Regions from separate parts of the Sus scrofa genome. Here region 1 is linked to region 2. The links are chromatin contacts, called in public Hi-C maps. All regions are on one chromosome and are shown on one strand. The core of a region is the stretch at or near the end of the contact, and the rest is flanking DNA. Distances in the headings are between cores, read along the strand shown. Region 1 has its middle 89 kb from the start of VGLL2. Region 2 overlaps ROS1 (proto-oncogene tyrosine-protein kinase ROS).

The links. Hi-C and Micro-C count contacts between places; a contact is called where the count stands out from the background.
Region 1: a contact with region 2 is called in a Hi-C map of skeletal muscle, with 5 times the contacts expected there. The contact joins two enhancer-like sites. A contact is called at or near these places in 3 of 47 Hi-C or Micro-C datasets (psoas muscle and skeletal muscle) and 1 of 2 datasets of contacts at active chromatin or transcription factors (skeletal muscle).

The regions. Positions count from the first base shown.
Region 1 is chr1:44,643,969-44,648,642 of Sscrofa11.1, reverse strand. No RefSeq gene overlaps it. Among named protein-coding and RNA genes, the nearest start is that of VGLL2, 89 kb to the right of the region's middle. Within about 2 kb of position 2,107, at least 3 of the 83 cell types and tissues checked have an H3K27ac peak or open chromatin away from gene starts, as enhancers often do. A contact at or near this core is called in skeletal muscle, where this site is marked.
Region 2 is chr1:44,492,276-44,496,655 of Sscrofa11.1, reverse strand. It overlaps ROS1 (proto-oncogene tyrosine-protein kinase ROS), which reads right to left. Exons shown (of 44, transcript XM_021089102.1): 33 at 4,043-4,160; 34 at 677-867. Among named protein-coding and RNA genes, the nearest start is that of VGLL2, 63 kb to the left of the region's middle. Within about 2 kb of position 2,950, at least 2 of the 83 cell types and tissues checked have an H3K27ac peak or open chromatin away from gene starts, as enhancers often do. A contact at or near this core is called in skeletal muscle, where this site is marked.

The sequences.
Region 1 (4,674 bases), core at 858-3,357, 150 kb before region 2:
TTCCGATTTTTTTTTTTTTTTTTTTTTTTTTTTTTTGCTTTTTGGGGCCGCACCCTCAGCATGTGGAAGGTCCCAGGCTAGGGTTTGAATCAGAGCTGTAGCTGTTGCCGGTCTACACCACAGCCACAGCAACATGGGATCTGAGCCGCGTCTTGCGCCTACACCACAGCTCACAGCAATGCCGGATCCTTAACCCACTGAGCAAGACCAGGGGTTGACTGAGCAAACCCACATCCTCTTGAACACTAGTGGGATTTGTTTCCACTTCGCCACAACAGGAACTCCTCACTATGATTTTGTATGTCTTCTTGTATCCAGACTGTAGCTTCCTCCTACACTGGCTGTGGGATTTGCCATATGATTTGTTTCAGCCAATTAGTCAGTAGCAAACTTGACATAAGCAGAGACTTTATAACGATTTTGCACGTTTTCTATTGTCTTCATATTCCTAAGATTTCACAATGATTATATGCTCAAGGCAGTTTTAAATATGTGGAATAGAGTCAGATCTGCCCAGCTGGCTAGCTGAAGCTCTAGCTCTATGAAAGAATTTGGCCAAGATTAACAACACTGCCTATTGGACCTGCTACTGAGCCTAGATTCTTGATTAAGTTCAGCTGATTGCAGTTCACCTAACAGAACTAACTGACCGTCAGAACTGTGGACCCATGGGAAACAATAAGTGGTTGTGTTAAGTCACTAAGCTTTGGGGGTGATTTGTTACACAGCTAGAGTTAACTGATTCATCACATTTTCTTATAAGCATAACTGTTATGTAATTTATCTAGGATAGATTATGTGAAAGGAAAGTTACTCATTATATATGCTTACATTTTTGGCTGTTCTTATGTTTACTGCAAATTTTTATTATGGAATCTATGGGAGGAAAAGGTTTCGAGGAGGAAATTAAAATCCTTATTCCATTCAGATATTAGAAAGTCACTGCCAGTCTTAGCAAATCCAGTAAGTTTTTAAACAAAGTTAGGATGCTGAATTGGAGTATATTTTTACCACATGATCACAGTCCTTGATACTACCCTATAAAGGAAAACAACCTTCCATTTTAGAGGCATCCTTCCATTCCCTCTGCCCACTGTCTATCACTTTCCATTTCACAACTTCTACTCTGTCTCCAGGAGAAATTGCACAAATTGTCCACCAGCATCAGGCAGGGGGCCTGATAATGTCTTAACAGAACCCCTGCTGATGTGCATCTCTGTTCTCTACTCAGCTGTCCCATCCTGCAGCTACAGTTCTAAAGTTACAGGACAGTTTCTAACTTTGTGCCTGTCCCAAGGCATCAGGACCAAGGCACATGATTTGTAATTTATGAGGACACCCACAGAGCTGTCACTTGCAAGGCAGGTGTTGAGAAAATGGCAAGCAGCTCTAGGAAAGAAAAGGACTCTGATCTCACCCCTGAATAATGGTGGCTAACCTAGCCATGGATAGAAAGCGTTGACATAAGCGAGCTTTAAAAATAAAGCGATGGCTCATCTTGCTAAAGGCACTCTCTGTTTGTCTCTACACAGTTGAATATAACAGGATTTAAGCAATCCATGAAAAAAATAGTTGCAGTGTTTTAGTCTGAGGCTGTTTGTATGTTTCTCAACTGTGCTTTGCAATCGAAACTACTAATTTCAGGTATACTATAGATAAATAGGCAATTCAAAATTCAAATTAAATAATCCCAGGATGCAATGGATAATGATCTTCTAATCTCCCTAAAAGAAATGATACAAAATGGAAATCTAAACAAATTAACACGAGTTAGACGAAAAGGAATTGCAAAAATAAATATTGACCCAGCCAAGTGGGTAATTAATTGAATAAACTGAATCAGTATGTTAGCTGGTTGATATTTTTTGTGTCAGCTGAGTTTGGTCTCATCCCAGCTTATTTCACATTCCAATTTATGGTAATATTTTGGATACTAACACGAGGAGATTTAATCTTAAATTGATTTATATGGTAGTGAAGTCTATTTATAAGTAAAAATAGAGTGAAAGTCTCAAGGCATTTCCAAAGCGCCACAAGGTGCACGTTGTAACTCTGGATGGAAAGAATATCAGCTAGGAAGCAATCTGAGCTCTGAAACCAAATGACGTCATGATGAAAAGTCTCCAGGATTTTAAAAATATTGCTTACTGATAGGCAGCTCAACTTTCCATCTTGGGTCTGAGAGCTCCGGTGGGATATCTGTGTTACAATGCATGCCCAGCCGACTTCACACCATGCAAAAACCACAATGAACATAGAGACTCAAATATCAGGCTGATTACTGGTTGCAATTGGAGCTTTCCCACCGGCAAAACTAGATTTTCCTTCTTTTGGTGAAGAAAGATCAGATTGGAAGGTATTTCCCATTACCAATTCTTAAAATCTTCCTCCTAGTCATACTCTGCATGCTGTCATTAAAAACCCACCATTTTCTTAAAGATTCCTATATATTGTCTATTTATAAAGAGTCAGCAAACCACTAGATGACTTAAGCCATTGTGTCCTGTACCCTCCCACCTCTATTATAACTGATCAGGCTGAAAAGAACAGTTAAGGAGGTTCTGGACAACCCCAAGCCACTTTTTTGGCTCCTAGCCTGGAAAAACTCCTGACAGAAAGCTTGTCTGGTGCCCTTGGCAGAAACCCACAAGATCTAGTAAAATGCCAAAGAGGAGACAGCATGACATCAAGAGGGAAACATGCTTAAGGCAACAGGGCTAGACCTGCCAAAGGCAACTTTGGGAAATTATTATTATTGGCTTGTCAGGTGGTTCCAATGTAGGTATAGAAACATGGACACTGCATTTTCTTGTCGATTTTTGTTTGGTGGTTTCATACTAAACTTAGTTCCTATTTATCTGGCTCTTTGTAACAAGTGGGAAATAGTCTTAGTAGAAGTTCAAAGGATAGTTGTAGGCTGTTTTTTCAAGAATCTAAGCAATCATCAATCTGTATATTACTTCGGGCTTCACATCACCAAGGCCCTAGTCATTTCCTGCTTGCCCCATCAGCTACATCACAGGAGATACTCTTTTGGAAAGACAAAGGTTCAGAAGATCAAGGAAGAGGTCTCTAAAATAGATGGAGATTATCAAATATTTTAGGTCCAATCTCAGTGTGCAACCATCCCCACCATCTTGATTTTTGTTGGAAAGTCCTCTGAAATTTGGTTCCCCCATTGTCTCTCTCTGGTCATACCCAGTACACCATCCCAGAGACTGGGCTGAATCTGGAAGAAGTCATGCCAACAGGGAAGTGAAGGGAGGTAGGGCAGTCTAGAGCACTCAGCTATTGGAAAACCCCTAAAAAGCCACAGACAAGCAAGTACTTCAGAAAGCTCTGAGTTTCATCAGAATGTATGTTTGTGAACAATTATCAAGAAGTGTCAGCTCACAAACATAAAGAGTAAAAGATGGTGGGAAAGAGAGTTCCTGTTGTGGTGCAGTAGAAATGAATCGGACTAGTATCCATGAAGATTCCAGTTCGATTCCTGGCCTTGTTCAGTGGGTTAAGGATCCAGTGTTGCTGTGAGCTGCAGTGTAGGTAGCAGATGCCGCTCAGATCCTATGTTGCTGTGGCTGTGGCAGAGGCCAGCAGTTGTGGCTCCGATTCGCCCCCTAGCCTGGGAACTTCCATATGCTGTAGATGAGGCCCTAAAATGTCCAAAAAAAAAAGATGCTAGGAAAAGCCGTGAGCTTGGACTGAGACCTAAAATCTCTGGGGCCCACCTGCAAGGTCTGCTTCAGGTTAAGCATAAAGGAACACTTTTAAAAATGCATTTTACAGCTCGTTATTTTCTTCACTTTTACAGAGATGATAAGGAAACAACTCAGATGCGTTGATTTGTTGAAAAAAGGTGTTTGAGATAAACACATTTAGGTTTCTGGCCTTATAAACCTGTGTATGAATCTAGCTTTGGCGACTTACCAGCTGTGTGAATTTGGACAAATTACTTATTCTCCCTGAGCCTCATTTTCCTCATCTGCAAATAGGGGAAAGAATGCCTGCTGTCTGGAGTTCCTATTGTGGTGCAATGGTTAACGAATCCAACTGGGAACCACGAGGTTGCAGGTTCGATCCCTGGCCTTGCTCAGTGGGTTAAGGATCCGGCGTTGCCGTCAGCTGTGGTGAAGGTTGCAGACACGGCTCGGATTCCGCGTTGCTGTGGCTCTGGCATAGGCCGGTGGCTACAGCTCCGATTCGACCCCTAGCCTGAGAACCTCCATATGCCACAGAAGCAGCCCTAGAAAAGGCAAAAAGACAAAAAAAGACAAAAAAAAAAAAAAAAGAATGCGTGCTGTTTGGTAATTAATGTTGTTATAATTGAAGTAACATATGTGAGGCACTTGGCACAATGGCAGTCTATTTTTAACATATGGATTCACAATTAGTACTGGCAGCAAGTGGCCTCTTATGGATATTGATTTAACAAATATATATTTTTCAACTGCTAAGGGCCAGGCATCCTTATTTAAAATAATTTCTGGGGGAGAAAAGAAAAAGAAAAGAAAACTAACATTAGTGAAAGACCCCAGGAGAATGTATGGCTCCATCCAAGAAATATGGAGAATATATGAGTGAAATAATCACATGGATAGGTAAGACACATCCATAAAATACACTGAAAAAGACAGCATGTGCCTAAGTACCAAAACCAAACAATTTAAAGCTGAG
Region 2 (4,380 bases), core at 1,701-4,200:
TCATGGAAGGCCTTAAATGCCACAGAAAGTTTGCATTTGATTCTGAAGGCAGTAAGTGGAGAGGCAGTTCAAGCATTTCAGAGAGAAGTAAAGTGATCCAACGTGTGCTTCAGCTAGATTAACTGTCAGCAGTAGGATTAAGCCAAGAGCACAGGCAAGGAATGGTAGTTTAAATGAGGAAAGCCAAAGTAGAACTAGGAAGAAGAGAACACACGAGGCAGAAATCAAGATGATAAAATCAACAGAACCTGGTGACTGAAGGGAGGGAAAAATCAAATACGGTACTGAGACTTCCAGCCCATGTGATTAGAAAGATAATGTATTATAGACGAAAATAGGCTACACAGTGGAAGATGTAGAGTTTCAGGCCTGTTGCGTAGTGAATGAGAATACCAAGAACAGGATAATAAGGCTGCAGACACCCTTGGAAGCTCATCTAGGAGCATGGGTTTGGTGTGATGGGCATTAAGGATTAAATGATTATTACTGAGCAGTAAAATGACATGCTGCTATTGAAGTTTTAGGAAGACCACATCAGATGAAATGAATAGTTCAATACTCTGGATGATAGTTTGGTGAAATTATACAGTCACCAATTTACTGCTAATGTTAATAATTCACTTATTTCCAAACCCTTGTATAATAAATTAATATGTAGACAGACACAGTAACATACCTCCAACCAATATAATATCGTCACTGATTCCACTATATTCACCAAACCCCAGATTATTTACAGCTACTACTCTGAATTGAAATGTTCCTTTCAGGTTTTTGGACTTCCATATGCAAAGGCTACTGCACGAGCCATTAAATGCCATCCTCCACATTAAATTCTGATTCTGTGAGACATTTGAAGTGCCCTTTCTGCAAAAGAAAGAGCAAGATCACAAACATAGGACATATTCAAGACAATATATGTGTTATTTCCAGATGCTCATATATCATTTTAGTGACAGAACTCCAGAGAGTCTCCTATTGCACACTTTGCCCTTGATCTCATTCCTCTCACATGGTTTGGCTACAGAACATAGCAGAGTCTTATAAAGTCATCCCAGCAATGCATGGAGCCAACCAACTCAGCCCATCTGGAAAATTACGCATAATCAATGGCCAAGAGAAAACTGAAGATCCTTTCCCTACTATTAGAGTGTGCAGACTTTCTCCAGAATTCCAAACACATAAGACAATTATTTCATAATTTTTAACAGGGAATTTTTTTTCTTAATTTTCTGTCTCTTATGCTCTCTGTAATTAACAGATACCATATCTGGATAAAATAGAGAACATAACACTAATAGAGAAGATATAATAGTTCGGTTACCAAAGTTATCATTATATCTGAGATTCCAAGGTTCATTGCTTCCATTTATATTGGCCTTCACTCTACCTCAAAGTCAACCTTCACTATTCTTCATATAAAACGAAAAATAACAAGAGCTGGGGTCAAAAGACAAGATTGAAATGACTTTTAACAGAACCATCGACTGAAGGCAATTTCAAGGCCTCCCAATTACATCTTTTCTGACGATAAACTTTTCAAGTCTGCAATTTTTCAGGTCATAGCAGTTTTAGGACTTGGTTCCAACTGAGAGTAAACTTGAGGATAAGTAACAGAAGCCAGTTCTGCTCCTCTAAGTAGTTGTTCTGAAGGAGCACCAAGGGCAGTGAGGGCTGAGCCTCCCAGGGACATGGAATCAGCAAGAATATCAGAGGGACCAGGACAGCAGGGATGATCATAAATGTTACCAGGAGCTAAGTGTCCCTGCAACCATCCGAAGTAAAGCCATAAAGCAGCATTTTTTTTACATTGTGTGAAGTCTTAGGTTGGACCTTGGCAATTTCATTTTTCAATCCAAAACACTCTGATCCAAAAGAAAGAGATTCTTAAAAATGTATAAAGTGGCTCTTCACAGATATTGGCCATTGAAGAAGAGAAGAAAGAATTCTGATATTGGTTGAGCACCCTCTATTTATCACACACCATACTGGGACTTTTCATATGTTGTTTCACTTCATTGAATCCTCACAACAACCTAAAGAGGTCGATAGTATCATTCCATTTTACAGAGGAGAAAACTTAAGTTCAAAAAGGGAATCAAGCAAGGATTTAAACACAGACTATGGGAGTTCCCGTTGTGGCTCAGTAGTTAACAAATCCGACTAGGAACCATGAGGTTGCGGGTTTGATCCTCGACCTTGCTCAGTGGGTTAAGGATCTGGTGAGCTGTGGTGTAGATCGCAGACACAGCTCGGATCTGGCTTTGCTGTGGCTGTAGTGTAGGCCGGTGACTACAGCTCTGATTTGACCCCTAGCCTGGGAACCTCCATGTGCCATGGGAATGGCCCAAGAAATGGCAAAAAAATAATAATAATAAAAGTAAATAAATAAATAAATAAACAAACAAACACAGGCTGTGTAACAGAGTGAATACTGTCTCCCCAAAATTCATGCTACCCAGACCCAGTGAATGTGACCTTGTTTGAAAATAGGATCTTTTCAGATGTAATCAAGTCCAGACAAGGTCATACTAGATTAGGGTGGGCCCTAAATCCAATGACCAGTGCCCTCTTAAGAAGAGGAAAATTTGGACACAGACACATAAGGAGAATATCATGTGATGATAAAGCTAGAGACTGGAATGATCCATCTACAAACCAAGGAATGCCAAGGATTGCTGGCCATCAGCAGAAGCTAAGAAAAGGCAAAGAAAGATTCTTCCCTAGAATGCAATCCTGCCCACACCCTGACTTCAGACTTCCAGTCTCCAAATCTGTGAGAGAATAAATGCTCTATTGTTCTAAGTCATCCGTTGGTGGTGGCACACTGTTCCAGCTGCCCTGGGAAACTCATACAGTCTGTCCATTTCCCAAGGGCCTTCACTTTTGCACCATCTGCAAGCCTACCAGTGTGCCTTGACTGAAGAACTTACCCTGAGATACTGTGAGATACTTTGAGATAGATGATACGTGCTGCTATTTCATAGTCCCTCTCCTGAGAGTAGAGGCTTAAGGACAAGGAAATGCAGAGTATTTGTGGAGCTATGAACTTCAGGTGTTACTGAAGAGAATATACTACAGGGGTCCTAGCAAGCCCATGGTATGGCCTGATTGACGAATATAGTTGCAGTCACAGACCACCAAGAGGGTTCTGCAGGTCAGAATGTATTTCTGCACGGAAAAAAAAAAAAGTAACAAAAATTTCAAGAAAGTTGGATACATGGCCAATGTAATTCTCTAGCCTGAGTAGGAAATTTTTTTTAAGGTTATGGGAATGCCAGAGCAAGATGAATCAAAAATAGATCTAAAGCTCAAGTTGCCAGAACTATAATTATGGAAGTGACTTTCGTCCTTGGAGCTTCTTAAAAGATGGCTTCATAGTCCCGTGAGGGGAGTGTCTGTGGAATTTGGAATTCTCCCCTCAAGTTGGCATGAAATCAGCTTATTTGAGCCTGTGATGTTTCACAGAGCTCCCCATACTGGCCAGAACTGAGGTTGCGTATGTTCATCAGGTTTTCATTGAAGGCACATTTTCAACCCCTGGGAACACAATGCAAACTGTAATCTTGACAATGGAGAGAGAACCCTGGGTTGCCTATATACTTCAGATCATTTCAGATCTTGACTTAATTTTATATTCTGAAAAGTAATAGCTCATTGTCAATTCTTACTAGACTCAAACAAATTAGTATCAGAAATTTACATGCATACCATCATCTAACATCAAACATCAGCTCAGCTTCTTAAACCAAATAGACATTAAGTAAATATTAGTTACATGTTCAAAAGATTGAATTGTCTGCACTAACAACCAGTCATAGATTTCTGAGAGGACTGTTCATCTGCTAACTGGAGTGCCAAGGCTGACTATTTGGAATTGTGCAAGGGACATAATGATGCATGCAAAGTCCTTAAACTAAGATCTTTTGTGTTCATTTATAAATATATGTTCATAAATATTGTTAATTTTGGCCTAATAATACCTTACAATTAATTGCTTAGGTCTTTGTAGTTTACAAAGCACTTCTGCAAACAGACATACCTGATATCAAGGACATAGTACATAAGTCTGCTTCCATTATCATCAGCCTTCTCCCACTGTATTGAATTTTTACTCCCTTCAAGTAATTTTGGAATGCCTGGTTTACTTGGGACACCAGCTTGGAAACAAAAAAGAATCTGATTGATATGTTAGAAGTATAAAATATTCTGCATAACATCCTTCTATGGGCTATATTTACTAATAGGAAAGCCAAATACATTAAAGAAATATTCAGAAACATTCTTATACGAGTGTATATTTTTATTTTTTCATCTTAAAAAGCAATTCATATTTTTAAATGAGTATCTGAAATTTTTATTAGTGACAGAGTAAATGGA